Regions from separate parts of the Mus musculus genome. Here all the other regions are linked to region 2. The links are chromatin contacts, called in public Hi-C and promoter capture Hi-C maps. All regions are on one chromosome and are shown on one strand. The core of a region is the stretch at or near the end of the contact, and the rest is flanking DNA. Distances in the headings are between cores, read along the strand shown.

Region 1 (3,800 bases), core at 619-3,118, 120 kb after region 2:
TGTATATATTTTAAAACTATTGTGAGCTGTGGGCTAGAGAGCAGACTCATGGCCGTTCTTGCCTGTGGGTGTACCTCCTTGGAGGTCGAATGACCCTTTCACAGGGATCATACATCAAGTATCCTGCATATCAGATATTTCAATTACAATGTATGACATTAGCAAAATTACAGTTATGAAGTAGTAATGAAAATCATTTTATGGGTGGGGAAGGTCACCAAAACATGAGGCACTACATCAAAGGGTTGAGCCATGAGGAAGGATGAGAAACACTGGCTCAGGGGATAATTCGCCTGGAAGCCAGCTCTACCCCCAGCCTTGTGGGTCTGAGGATGAAGCTCCATTCAGAAAGCACGGTGGTAGGTGTGTTTGCCTGATGAGCCATTTCACCTCCCAGTAAGTTTATTGTTCCTCAGTAAGCTTACTGGGAATATGTGCTACTAAAACGCAAATTATTTAGAGGACATTACACCATGAAGATTCACTCTGAGCATTAGTTATATGCATATGAACCATATGCAGACTTCTGCATAGATCATTTCCACTTAGGTGACCAACCCTGAGTGCTCTCGGGAGGCCTTGTTTGTGTCCAGTGGAAGGCCATGCTCTCTTATATCTGTCTTCCCATAATTTCAACTGAATTTGTTTTCAGAGCTAATGAAAATATGCTTTTAAAATGTCTTAAGCCTTATGTTGATAGTTCAGTTGCACAGTTGTCCCTGAGATAACTATGCGTACACATACCAGGTTACCTAAGACCTTGGGGCTGATTCCCTCGATGGCCATTTACAGAGTGTAAAACATGCCATTAAGAAACCGCACAGCCAGGCGTGGTGGCGCACGCCTTTAATCCCAGCACTTGGTAGGCAGAGACAGGTGGATTTCTGAGTTCAAGGCCAGCCTGGTCTACAGAGTGAGTTCCAGGACAGCCAGGGCTATACAGAGAAACCCTGTCTAGAAAAAACAAAAACAAAAACAAAAACAAAAACAAAAAAAACCGAGCAAATGTGTAATTGGATCTGCCCAGGTTATAGTCTAAAGGCAGAGACAATGGGAGAAGCTGTACCGGTCATAAAGAAGTGTGTGATAAGAAAAGCACATTGGAGAGGGAGGAGGGAGGAGGGAGGAGGGAGGAGGGAGGAGGGAGGAGGGAGGAGGGAGGAGGGAGGAGGGAGGAGGGAGGAGGGAGGAGGGAGGAGGGAGGAGGGAGGAGGGAGGAGGGAGAGGGCGTGCTTTGGGAAGAAGAGTTTTCTCAAGTAGTCTTTGAAGGATGGGGAGATCAAGCTTCAGAGAAGAAGTGATCCAAGAGGTGGGTCAGGAAGAAAGCTTTCTAGGTCAAGGGGATGGTGCGTGTGGTTTAGACATAAAGGGATCTTGCCAATGAGAAACCACCAGTGTTTATGACCTTACAGATTAGCACAAGGCCCTGAATTCAGGAAACGCACCAAACAGATGAGGCATTAAACCTTTACAGTTTTGAGATAACTCAGACACAGCCTTTATTGAGGTGGTAAGGCAGGCTATAAAGAAGGAGGCTCTGGAAAAGCCTATGGGGCCCCTTCCAAGGAAATCCCCTAGGCCGTGGCTACATTTGAGCTTTGTGCCTCACTGCCTCATTTTAGTTGGGAGACCTGTGTATGGATTAGCTTTTTGTTTATGAACATGGACACACAGTTATGAGCTTTCAGATGTTGGGTTGCTGGGACTTAAGATGTCTCTCCTCTTGCTTCCTTTGGCCTCTGGGACTGTGATAGAAGCATTGTCAGTCAGGGACTGTGAGCTTGCTTTTTCGTTATCTACCCTGCAGTTGTTCTTACACCAGGAAAAAGGTAACAATGGACTCTCTGAAGGTCAATAAATCACTGTTTTATGAAGCCCTGGAAAGGGGAGTTCCAGGCTCAGCTCTCTCTAGAGAGGGCTGTTTTGAGAAGGTGTAGAGTGAACTTTATCTGCCGTGGAAGTATCAGAAAAAAGTCCCTTGTTGAATTTTCTTATTTTTGGAGTGCAGAGGGGGAAAGTGAGCAATTTTCCCACCTTAGGTGTTTGATGGATTCTAGGAATGTCTGTGCGTTTCCCCTGTAATGAAAGTCTGTGCATGCCCCAATAGTCATTATCCAGCTATTTCAGACTTGGCATCTCCTCCTGACCCTGCAAGAGCTGGTGGCTTCTCTTCCTGCAGCTTCCTGTTCTTCACCTACAAGGGCATCCGGCTGCCCGTAAGTCCCTAACTTTACCACTGTGTGCCCCTGACTAAGGGAAGGGCTTCTCACCTAGGCAGTTTTTCCTTCTGCAGCTGCGCCCTTGCCCAAGTTTACTGTGGGCTTCTGTCTGGGTGCTTGAGTATCCACAGCTAGAAAGACAGGTTAAGTTTAGCTCATACTGTTTGCCAGCAAACACTGAGGCCAGAGGAACCAGGAAGGAGCTGTGGGCTTCTGCCAACAGGCTTGGTCCCTCCGAAGTTGGTCAGGTGCTTTGAAGTTGGAAGTCCTGTGGGTATTTTCTGTCCTGATTCTGAGAGATGAATGAGGTGTGTTTCCTGCCAGTGTTCCCTTCCAGGCCCTATCCCCTCCCCCACCCCCATTCTTCACCTCTACCCCTCCCCACCTCCCACTCCCAATGCTCCCAGTCTACCTCTGTCACCAGAAGACTGGCTGATATTGCTGTTCTCACAGCAGCATGTTCCATTCTGTCTGAGAAGCGACCAAAGACCCCCCCCCCCCCCCCCCAGCGAGCATGTGGAAACACATTCTTTTCAGCTGCCTGATGACAACTTTATATCTGCTTTTGTTCTGGGGGCTGCTACGATGCACGGGCATTCCGCTATGAGCAGGGAAGGGAAATGTGTTAAATGCACACATTTAATATATCAAGATCAACACCCCCTACCACTTAGACACTATAACAGGCTAAAGGAAACAGACTTGAAAGACAAAGCCTCCTTAGGAGACCAGAAGTGTAGTCGTGTGAAGACAGTGGAATATTTTCAGGGTGGAGCATCCCAACCCAAAGTGAATGCTAGGGAAGAGAGGTGGCCGCTGAGTCTGTCTTCTGGGGTAACGGAAGGAGGCTCATTGGTGTTGTGTTTTCTGGAACTCTAGAGGCCAGCATTCCTGGATTCAAGGGTGTTAGACAGTGAGAGAAGGCATGAGGCAGCCCTCTAGGCTTTAGGTGCAAGCAGAATGGTTCAGATATAATCTTGCTACTTGTGATCTGGAGAGAGACCTGACCAGATTTGGGTGTCAAGGGGAGGGGTAGCAGGGTTGGTGTGGGCCAGCAAAGAGGCCTCTGCCTTGGCTCGAGGAAGAGCTAGAGAAGGCTCAAATCAGGTCAGGGCAATGGTGAGAGAGTTGAGTGTAGGGGAGATTTTAGAGCTGCTAGCTCTGCCTGTGGTGCAGGTGGCAAAAGATGCTCTCAGACTTACTAAGACAGCAAGCAAGCAGAAGGCAGAGGCTAGGCAAACAACCTAAGTACTTTGGCAACTTAGAAGTACTTGATACAAACCAAAGCATTTTCAGGTTCATGTGAAATTGAACTTTCCTTTAAAAAAAAAAAAAGGTGACATTTAAAGTGTTGAGGTGTTGTATTCAACCTAGAACTGAGGTTCCCCAGTAAACATCTAAAGACCCAAGAACTAGCTGGGTGCATATGTGTGTTCTGGAATCTACAGAGCCATATCCTGCCCTAGGGGTGTCTTAGGATGAGATAGGCAGGATGAAGACCCCACTGTGAAAAGAAGAGACAAGATAGGCAGAGAGTGATCTCCCGATGGCACAGCATCCCAACAGGTGTTACGTGACCCC
Region 2 (3,789 bases), core at 282-2,781:
AATTGGAAGCTAAAAGTCTTATTTAAAAAAAAATCCTTACTACTAACACTATTTTTAAATTGCTTCACAATGTAGCAAGGGTCTTTATGGTCTTTTACTATTTGGGCTAACTTTCTCCCCATCTCCCGGTCTCCTATGCTCATTTAAACCACCCACCCCAACCTCCAGTATTCCCCCTCCCACCTTCATATCACATGTAACATACTTTAAAAGCTCCTGTTAAAAAGCCCAAATAATAACTATATAGTAATACCAACCAAAGAAAGCATTTCAGAGCCTCATTCAAATGAAATTTTAGTTTCCTGTGAGACTGATTAAACTGAAATTAAAACCTACACTTAACTGCTGGGATACTTTACATGTAAACCGGTAACCAGACCTGAGGTCATATAACAATGCTCTATTTTTATTTTCCACAAAGATAAAGGAGATACTTCATTATATATATCAGAGCAGATGGTTAGCACTGTTGGCTATTTATTTTGTTGTCTGTTAGGACCTGGTGTTAATAAGAACTTAATTCTAAAACCAGGAAAAAGTGGCATTCTATGTTTAACAAAATAGAAGATATGAGGGCTAGGAGTCTAATAGCGACAGGGAAACTTCTTATCACCTCAAACTACAATCAAGGAATAGCATAAAGGATAAATGATATTCCAAACCTACGAGTATAGTTATGTGCTAAATGTTTCATAAAGGCCATCAAATCTCTCTACAGAGTACAATTTTTTAAATCGCTAAAATTTGATTGATCCATAAAGAAAACCTCGATTCTAGCCTAAATGGACTTAGCAAGGTTTCAGGGGATTGTGGAAAAGAATGGTTTTGGACAAAAGATAGGTGATACTTGTTCCAACGAATGTGTCCTAGTGCAGTGGACATGACCAGGCCACTGAAGCGGCCCAGACAACTTAGTTGTACTGAAGAGATAGCGCTGATAGTTTGAAAAGTTCCTTTGATGTAAAGTGTATGTTAATTTCCATGGGTTTACATATTACTTAGTTTGTCGTCCAAGACCAGGCTGTTCACAGATGAGTGTAAAGGCATCTCGAAACTCAAATGTTGCAACTTCCGTCCAGGCTCTATCTGCACCCTTCAGCTTTCTAAGTCCTATTCCCGGACGGAGGGGGCGGGAAGGCGCCCTCCTTAACCACAAGGAGGCCATGCCGTCGCCAGATCTCCAGGGGAGAGAGCAGATGGCTGGGAAACTAGGGAAGAGCAAAGAAGCCAGATTCTGACCGCTGCTCAGAGCACTTGCTATCTGGGCGGTGACAGCAAACAGCGACAAAAAACTGAAGCGTGAAGGGAGAAGCGGGCGTGGGAACACCTTAAGTGCAAGGGTCCCGGGACTTTACCTGAGAACTATCCGGCTCAGGCCCAGTCTTGGGAACGGGACCTCCTCAGAACGAAGGCAGGACCCAGGGCGGTGAAAGATGTCGGGAGGGTTCCCTTCAACCCTCAAAAACCACAGCCAAATCGTACCCCTCAGCGACCTCCACCTCTACTGCTCCAGGGAACGCCCCCAACCTGCCCCAGGCCTTCGCTGCTCTCGCGATAACTCTCTGGCCAGGTCCTGTAACTCCAGCCAATCCTCGAGAGCTTGTGGGCGGGGTCTTATGTTTGAGCCTGGAGCGGTTCCTTCGATCTTGCCACTCCAAGGCCAGAGGTGGGTGGGGCTGAGGCGGGGACGGGGCGGGGCGAAGATGGGACCAAGCCAGTTCTCGCGAGACTAGGGACCAGGAAGACGCCTGCAGAGTCGGCTACTGGTGCAGCAGCGGCTGAGACGGGAGGTGCTGCTGCATACCGGGCTCCTGCCTCCCAGTCCGGCCTAGGCTCTAGGTGAGGAGAGGTGCGGTCGGCCTGGGCTGCCTAGGTGGTCGGCGGCTCTCGGGACCTAACGGGGATTCAGGCTGAGGGCCTGTCGGGCCAAGCAGGGAAGCACCCACATTCCTGACAGAATAAGATGGCGGCGATGGCGCCCGGAGGTGGTGGCAGTGGTAGCGGAGTAAATCCTTTCCTCAGTGATTCGGATGAGGACGACGACGAGGTAGCGGCAACCGAGGACCGGCGGGCAGGACTTCGGCTGGGTGCCGGGGTCGGCCTAGATCCTGGTTCTGCAGGCTCCCTGTCGCCACAGGACCCCATGGCCCTGGGAAGCAGCGCGCGGCCGGGGCTCGCTGTGGAGATGTCCGCCGCCCCGGCGGCTCCGGGGGGCAGCGGGGAGACCCCTGCCCGATTGTCAATCGATGCCATCGCCGCTCAGCTGTTGCGCGATCAATACTTGCTGACCGCCCTGGAGCTGCACACCGAGCTGTTGGAGAGCGGCCGCGAGCTACCACGACTGCGCGATTACTTCTCCAATCCTGGCAACTTCGAGAGGCAGAGTGGGACCCCCCCAGGGATGGGGGCGCCCGGGATCCCTGGCGCCTCCATCGTCGGAGGCGCTGGAGGTCGGGAACCGAGTACGACGTCGGGCGGAGGACAGCTCAGTAAGTAGGCGTCGCCTGTCACACCTGCAGATGGGGGATTAGAGTTGGAGTGCAGCTGAAGGGGATTGTGGGCGGGTACTGAGTCTAGGGTCGTCTTGAGAAGGGAGAGTATGTTGAGTGAGATGCGAGGTGTCCTGTGTACTGCAAACAGAAAGATCCTGCTGTAGCTCTTCTTTGCATTGGTTTCCGATCTTTGGCAGGTGTTGTACAGCTCCTGGCTCCCCGTTGGTGTTGGGACCTATAACATCAGGGTTTCCAGTTTATTGAGTATTATGGCACTCTAGAAAGCTTCCTTATTGCCTGGGCATTTTTCTCTAGGCAGTTTTCCTTTTTTCCCCAGGCTGTTGAATCACACTACGAGGAAATAAAATGTTTCTTAGTAATTCTTTGACTCAAGAAAAAGAACAAACAGGAAATGTCAGCCCTCTGTACTGAAGTTCAATCCACTGAAGATCTTTTGTCTTTGCTTTTCCATTATTTTGTATCATTAATATATGCTAATAAAAAGAAGGAAATGAGATGTGTCTGCTTCATAGAATGTTTTCTGTTTGAAATCAGTTTCACTACCCCAATTTCAATAGTATTCCGTATACAGGAAAGCTGTGGAACAAACAGACCAAGGATCTTTTACCAGCTTTCTTTTCAACATAGCACTGGGAAGGATTGTTTTTCTCTGAATAAGTGACTCTCACTTATTTTCTTTTTTTTTCTTTCTTTCTTTTCTTGCTACAATCATTCATTTTTAGCAGAGTAATCACTGGCCTAGTCATTATTTATATATAAGCTTTAATGAGAATTCTCACTGTCATCTTTAAGAGGCATCAAATTTTTCCATACTAATGCTAATACTTTGGTTCTGTGAACCCAACTGGAATTTACTAATAAATAAGCCTGATTGATTTCTAAATGTCTATACTTTTGCATGATACCAGAGGCTTGAAGTTGCTAAAGTTTGATGTCATAACACTGGGAAGGGTGAATTCTCTATCAGAGTAATCCTAAGCACATTTCCTTCTTTTATAATGTCTAAATTATCTAACATTGTCACCTGACAAACTATCTCACTGGGACTCAAATTTTCACTTATTTTATATATATATTACTTTATGTACATCCCAGACTTAGTTGTTTTTGGGGGGGGGGGGGGGAAGATGAGACAGGGTTTCCCTGTATAGCCCTGGCTGTCCTGGAACTCACTTTTGTAGACCAGGCTGGCCTTGAACTCAGAAATCCACCTGCCTCTGCCTCCGCCTCCCAAGTGCTGGGATCAAAGGCGTGCGCCACCACCGCCTGGCCCAGA
Region 3 (3,948 bases), core at 298-2,797, 100 kb after region 2:
TCCTTCCTCTGCGGGTGACGGAGGCCTGAAGTGGTGCAGGACTCGACCCTTCCTTCCCTACTCGTCCTGCCCAGCTCTTCTCGCACTGCGCGGTCTCTCGGACGCCAGACAGGCCCGGCCCGGATATGGCTTGTGGACAGCAGAAGATTCAGTCTCAGCAGAAAAATGCCAAAAAGCAGGCTGGACAAAAGAAGAAACAAGGACATGACCAAAAGGCTGCTGCCAAAGCTGCCTTAATATATACCTGCACCGTCTGTAAGACACAAATGCCAGACCCCAAGACCTTCAAGCAGCACTTTGAGAGCAAGCACCCTAAGACTCCACTTCCTCCAGAATTGGCTGATGTTCAGGCATAAAGTTGTTTACAGGTGACTTCATGACACCTTTGATACTGTCTCAGACCTTAGGTAATAAACCTGCAGCTGCTTTTTTAAATAAACTGTTGAACAGTTTGTTTATTGTTTACAAACAATAAAGGGGCTACAGAACCACTCGTTTTTATGCTTTCCCTTTGGGCTTCATGCAAAGACAATTCTGTGTAAATGTACAGTTGACTCTGATGTTGAAATATGAAAAAATCAGTCCATTCTTCTTATAAAATTTTTTTACAATTGTAATTATATTGATGTTCATATTGTGTAAATAACTCATTTAATAAAGTAGTGCTTTGATTTTACAACACCGCAGGATAAATGGTTCTAGAAATTGTTCTAACTTTCCTTATTATTTGCCTTATAAAAATGAATTGATCAGCTAGTGTTGCAAGAGCAGTTCTCTCCCTTTCTCAGCTCAGTGGCAGGTTTGTTAAACTAGAGCAGACTCATTCATTAAATCATGCGCATGATTCTATTGGCAGCTGATGCGGTTAAAGAATGGCTGATCTGCTTCCGTGTATTCACAGCTACACACCATTCCCCACTTCGGATCATTTCCTGTGTGTCTATCTGGGAGTCATTGTAGATGACAGATTCAATTCATACAATTGGTAGAGTTGCCAGTGAACCCTTCTGGACAATGTGTGAGGGAACAAGTGTGACCTATAAAGGCCTGTGTCTTTGCAAATTGTTCAAATTCTTCCATTTGAAATTGAACTATAATTTTTGAAAGATTTTGAAAGTTATCTAGCTAATTGTATGAGTGAATTTTTACATTTAACAAGAATAGAATGATTTGTTTCAGATTAATTCGCAGAACATTCTTTGTCTTTCAAATCAAACTCTAATTTTAGAGCCTTAGTGCTGGCTCCTGAAATCAAAGGCTGTCTAGTCTGACTTCCACCTGACCGAGCAGAGCATTGTAGGATAAGGTAAAGTCTGCCGGTGAAGGAAGACTAACTAGTTCTGCTGGTGTAGGTTACAAGCAAGTCTGCTGGAACTCAGCTTAAGTTTGGATGGTGACGTAATACTGACAGCTGCTTAGAGCTGTGGCCCTGACCTGTGGATAACAAACGGATCCCTCGTGATGTAGCCTGGGCAGTTAGTGAACAGCTTAGCATACTCTGAGCACCTGGCTCATGCGGCTGTGTTTGAAGGAAGGCGACTCCAGGGACAGTCTAGTGCTTGTAGTCTGCACAGCAGCCCTGTCCCCAGCCTCCCTCGCAGAAGTACAGTCCCTCTATTTAATTCCCTGCCTCTCACACTTGGTATCCACTCTTGCTACAATGTTGCTGACTAGAGTTAGTTACAATGTTGCTGACTAGAGTTTTCTTGTGGATCTTACGTTCTAGTTCAATGGCAATGTTAGAGCTTCTGAAAGTGCTCTATGCAGATGTGCGGTTTCTTTTAGTGACAAACTGGTTATTCAGCGCCTGATCGCAATTTTTGATTTAAATCTTTTTGTTTGTTTCACTGTCGTAATTCAGAATAGAACATTTTCAGTCTTGTACTTAACTGTTTTCTGAGCAGCTGAAGACACCGTATTTCACTCTGTATCTCAGTGATAGGGAGTAGGTGATGGCTCTTCACTCTGAGCGTGGGGATTGCCAGCACGGTCCTGCCCTGTGCTGCAGTTAAACCTGCTGTAAGGAGGAAACGACAACTCGAGCATCTGTAATTTAGTGTGCAGAGTCTCCTAACAGACGAGTTTGTTTAAAAACTGTTTGCTGTCTTCAAAGGTGATATAAAATAGCAAGAGGGGACTGATCTGTTTGTACTCTGTATGTTGTCAAAAGGAATGGGGTTCACATTAAACTTGTTTCCATTGTCATCCCCATGTTTAGCTGACACACTTGAGCCCTCACGTGTGCTGTAATGTCGTATTAAAGAAGATGTTAAAGAAAAAAAAAAAAAAAAAAACCAAAGCAGGTTGGGGGTGGCGGTGGGAAGAACAATGGGAACCTGAAAATATTTTATTAATAATAAAAAATTCAAATACATCAAAGCTTAGAAGATAGAGTTAACACCATACTATGATAAAATACACATGTAGTTTTAAATGTATCAGTTACAAAGTATGAATGGCTCAAAATCACCTGTGACCTCAAGACATTTGAGAAAGAGGAGTAGTTAATGGATCAGAAAACCAAAGTTCCCAGTAGAAATTAACAAAGCTGGAAGCTTGTTATTTGTCAGGACTAACAAATTTGATAAAGCCCCAGCAAAGCATAAAAAAGGAGAAGGCATAAATTTTGAATAGTAGAAGTGAAATGTTTCTATAAACCTTAAAATATATGAAATATTATGAGTGAACTCATAATGATGGATTAAAAGGTTTAGAAGGAATAAATATATTTCTGTTTGTTTAAAAAAAAAAAACTCTTACTGAAACCAACACAAGGAGAAATAGAAGATCAAAGTATTATTTTATCTATTTAAAACTGGACTCTTATTTTAAAAATCACACCACAAACAAACAAACAGAAAATGCACCACTGTCTAGAAGGCTTTATTGGTGAATTCTACCAGAGAGATGAGAGGTGAGAAGTATCATCCTTAAAATCCCCTTCACACATCCTTTGTTCCACAGGTGAGCTCTAGATGGTCAGCTAGCTTGTGGGCTAAGGACAAACAACTCCGCAAGCCCATGTTGTACCCAGCATGTAGCAAGGTAAATCAACTTCACTGTGTTGAGTTTATTCAAGAGACTGTGTCAATTTCACTTTGACCATATTAATCATATTTTACCATATTAACAGAATATACATGGTTTTAACAAAAAATACTTTAAAAAATTTTAAAAATCTATGAAAAAATAAAAACCTTAGCAAACAGACGAGACTTTTCTTATTACAGTCAGGATTATTTCCAAACACCAATAGTAAGCTTAATACTTACAGGAACAATGTGGAAGTCGGGAGGGAATTAAAAGGCTAGGGTGGTTACTCAGTTAATAAAATGCTTGCCTTGTGTAGACAAGAGCCTGAGTTTGGTCCCCAGGACCCACATGAAAACATTGGATCTGATGCTGTGTGCTTGTCATCCCTTTGCTGCAAGGTGGAGACAGGCAGATCTCAGACTGGGACTGACCAGACAGCCTAGCCTACTTGTGGATTACAGGCAGGTAAGATGTTCTGTCAGAGTGTCCTCTGGCCTCACACTCACCCCTTATATGCATGAACTGGCATAGTATGCACTTCTGCACAAAGGAATCAGGGTACCTCATGCTCTACTCTTTTTTATGTTATTTTTTTTTAAGATAGGGTTTCTCCGTGTATCCCTTGTCTACACTCAACTTGTATACAAGGCTGTCCTCAAAATCACAGAGATCTGCCTCTCTCTGCCTCTCTCTGCCTCTCTCTGCCTCTCTCTGCCTCTCTCTGCCTCTCTCTGCCTCTCTCTGCCTCTCTCTGCCTCTCTCTGCCTCTCTCTGCCTCTCTGACTCTCTGACTCTCTGACTCTCTGCCTCTCTGCCCCTGCCTCCTGAGTGCTGACATTAAAGGCATGCACCACCACTCCCAGCTTATGCTCTACTCTTATTCAGAATTAAGCTCAAGATCTTGAGATCTTGGCT

The links. Promoter capture Hi-C pulls out the DNA fragments that hold promoters and counts their contacts. A called contact is a pair of places that touch in the nucleus more often than the background predicts.
Region 1: a promoter capture Hi-C map of trophoblast stem cells shows a contact between it and region 2, with 3 times the contacts expected there. The contact joins the enhancer-like site here to the promoter of Pign in region 2. A contact is called at or near these places in 13 of 39 promoter capture datasets (the C10 cell line, the HPC-7 cell line, embryonic stem cells and 8 more), 5 of 484 Hi-C or Micro-C datasets (the C10 cell line, Sertoli cells, Th1 cells and 2 more), 9 of 115 datasets of contacts at active chromatin or transcription factors (the SCID.adh cell line, bone marrow-derived dendritic cells, embryonic stem cells and 3 more) and 4 of 9 other capture datasets (adipose tissue, liver, macrophages and 1 more).
Region 3: a Hi-C map of Sertoli cells shows a contact between it and region 2, with 1.8 times the contacts expected there. The contact joins the enhancer-like site here to the promoter of Pign in region 2. A contact is called at or near these places in 3 of 39 promoter capture datasets (embryonic stem cells, liver and neutrophils), 1 of 15 datasets of contacts at CTCF or cohesin (CD8 T cells), 2 of 484 Hi-C or Micro-C datasets (Sertoli cells and bone marrow-derived macrophages), 5 of 115 datasets of contacts at active chromatin or transcription factors (the SCID.adh cell line, bone marrow-derived macrophages, effector CD8 T cells and 2 more) and 4 of 9 other capture datasets (adipose tissue, liver, macrophages and 1 more).

What each region holds. Positions count from the first base shown.
Region 1 is chr1:105,782,968-105,786,767 of GRCm38.p6, forward strand. The region is part of intron 1 of Tnfrsf11a (tumor necrosis factor receptor superfamily, member 11a, NFKB activator); the gene reads left to right. Among named protein-coding and RNA genes, the nearest start is that of Tnfrsf11a, 4.1 kb to the left of the region's middle. Within about 2 kb of position 1,869, at least 23 of the 459 cell types and tissues checked have an H3K27ac peak or open chromatin away from gene starts, as enhancers often do. A contact at or near this core is called in the SCID.adh cell line, bone marrow-derived dendritic cells, intestinal villus epithelium and 1 more, where this site is marked.
Region 2 is chr1:105,662,145-105,665,933 of GRCm38.p6, forward strand. It overlaps Pign (phosphatidylinositol glycan anchor biosynthesis, class N), which reads right to left and starts at 1,532. Exons shown (of 31, transcript NM_013784.3): 1 at 1,356-1,532. It overlaps Relch (RAB11 binding and LisH domain, coiled-coil and HEAT repeat containing), which reads left to right and starts at 1,717. Exons shown (of 29, transcript NM_173187.4): 1 at 1,717-2,489. The coding sequence starts at 1,964.
Region 3 is chr1:105,764,319-105,768,266 of GRCm38.p6, forward strand. It overlaps the pseudogene Gm10193. Among named protein-coding and RNA genes, the nearest start is that of Tnfrsf11a, 14 kb to the right of the region's middle. Within about 2 kb of position 1,548, at least 7 of the 459 cell types and tissues checked have an H3K27ac peak or open chromatin away from gene starts, as enhancers often do. A contact at or near this core is called in the SCID.adh cell line and Sertoli cells, where this site is marked.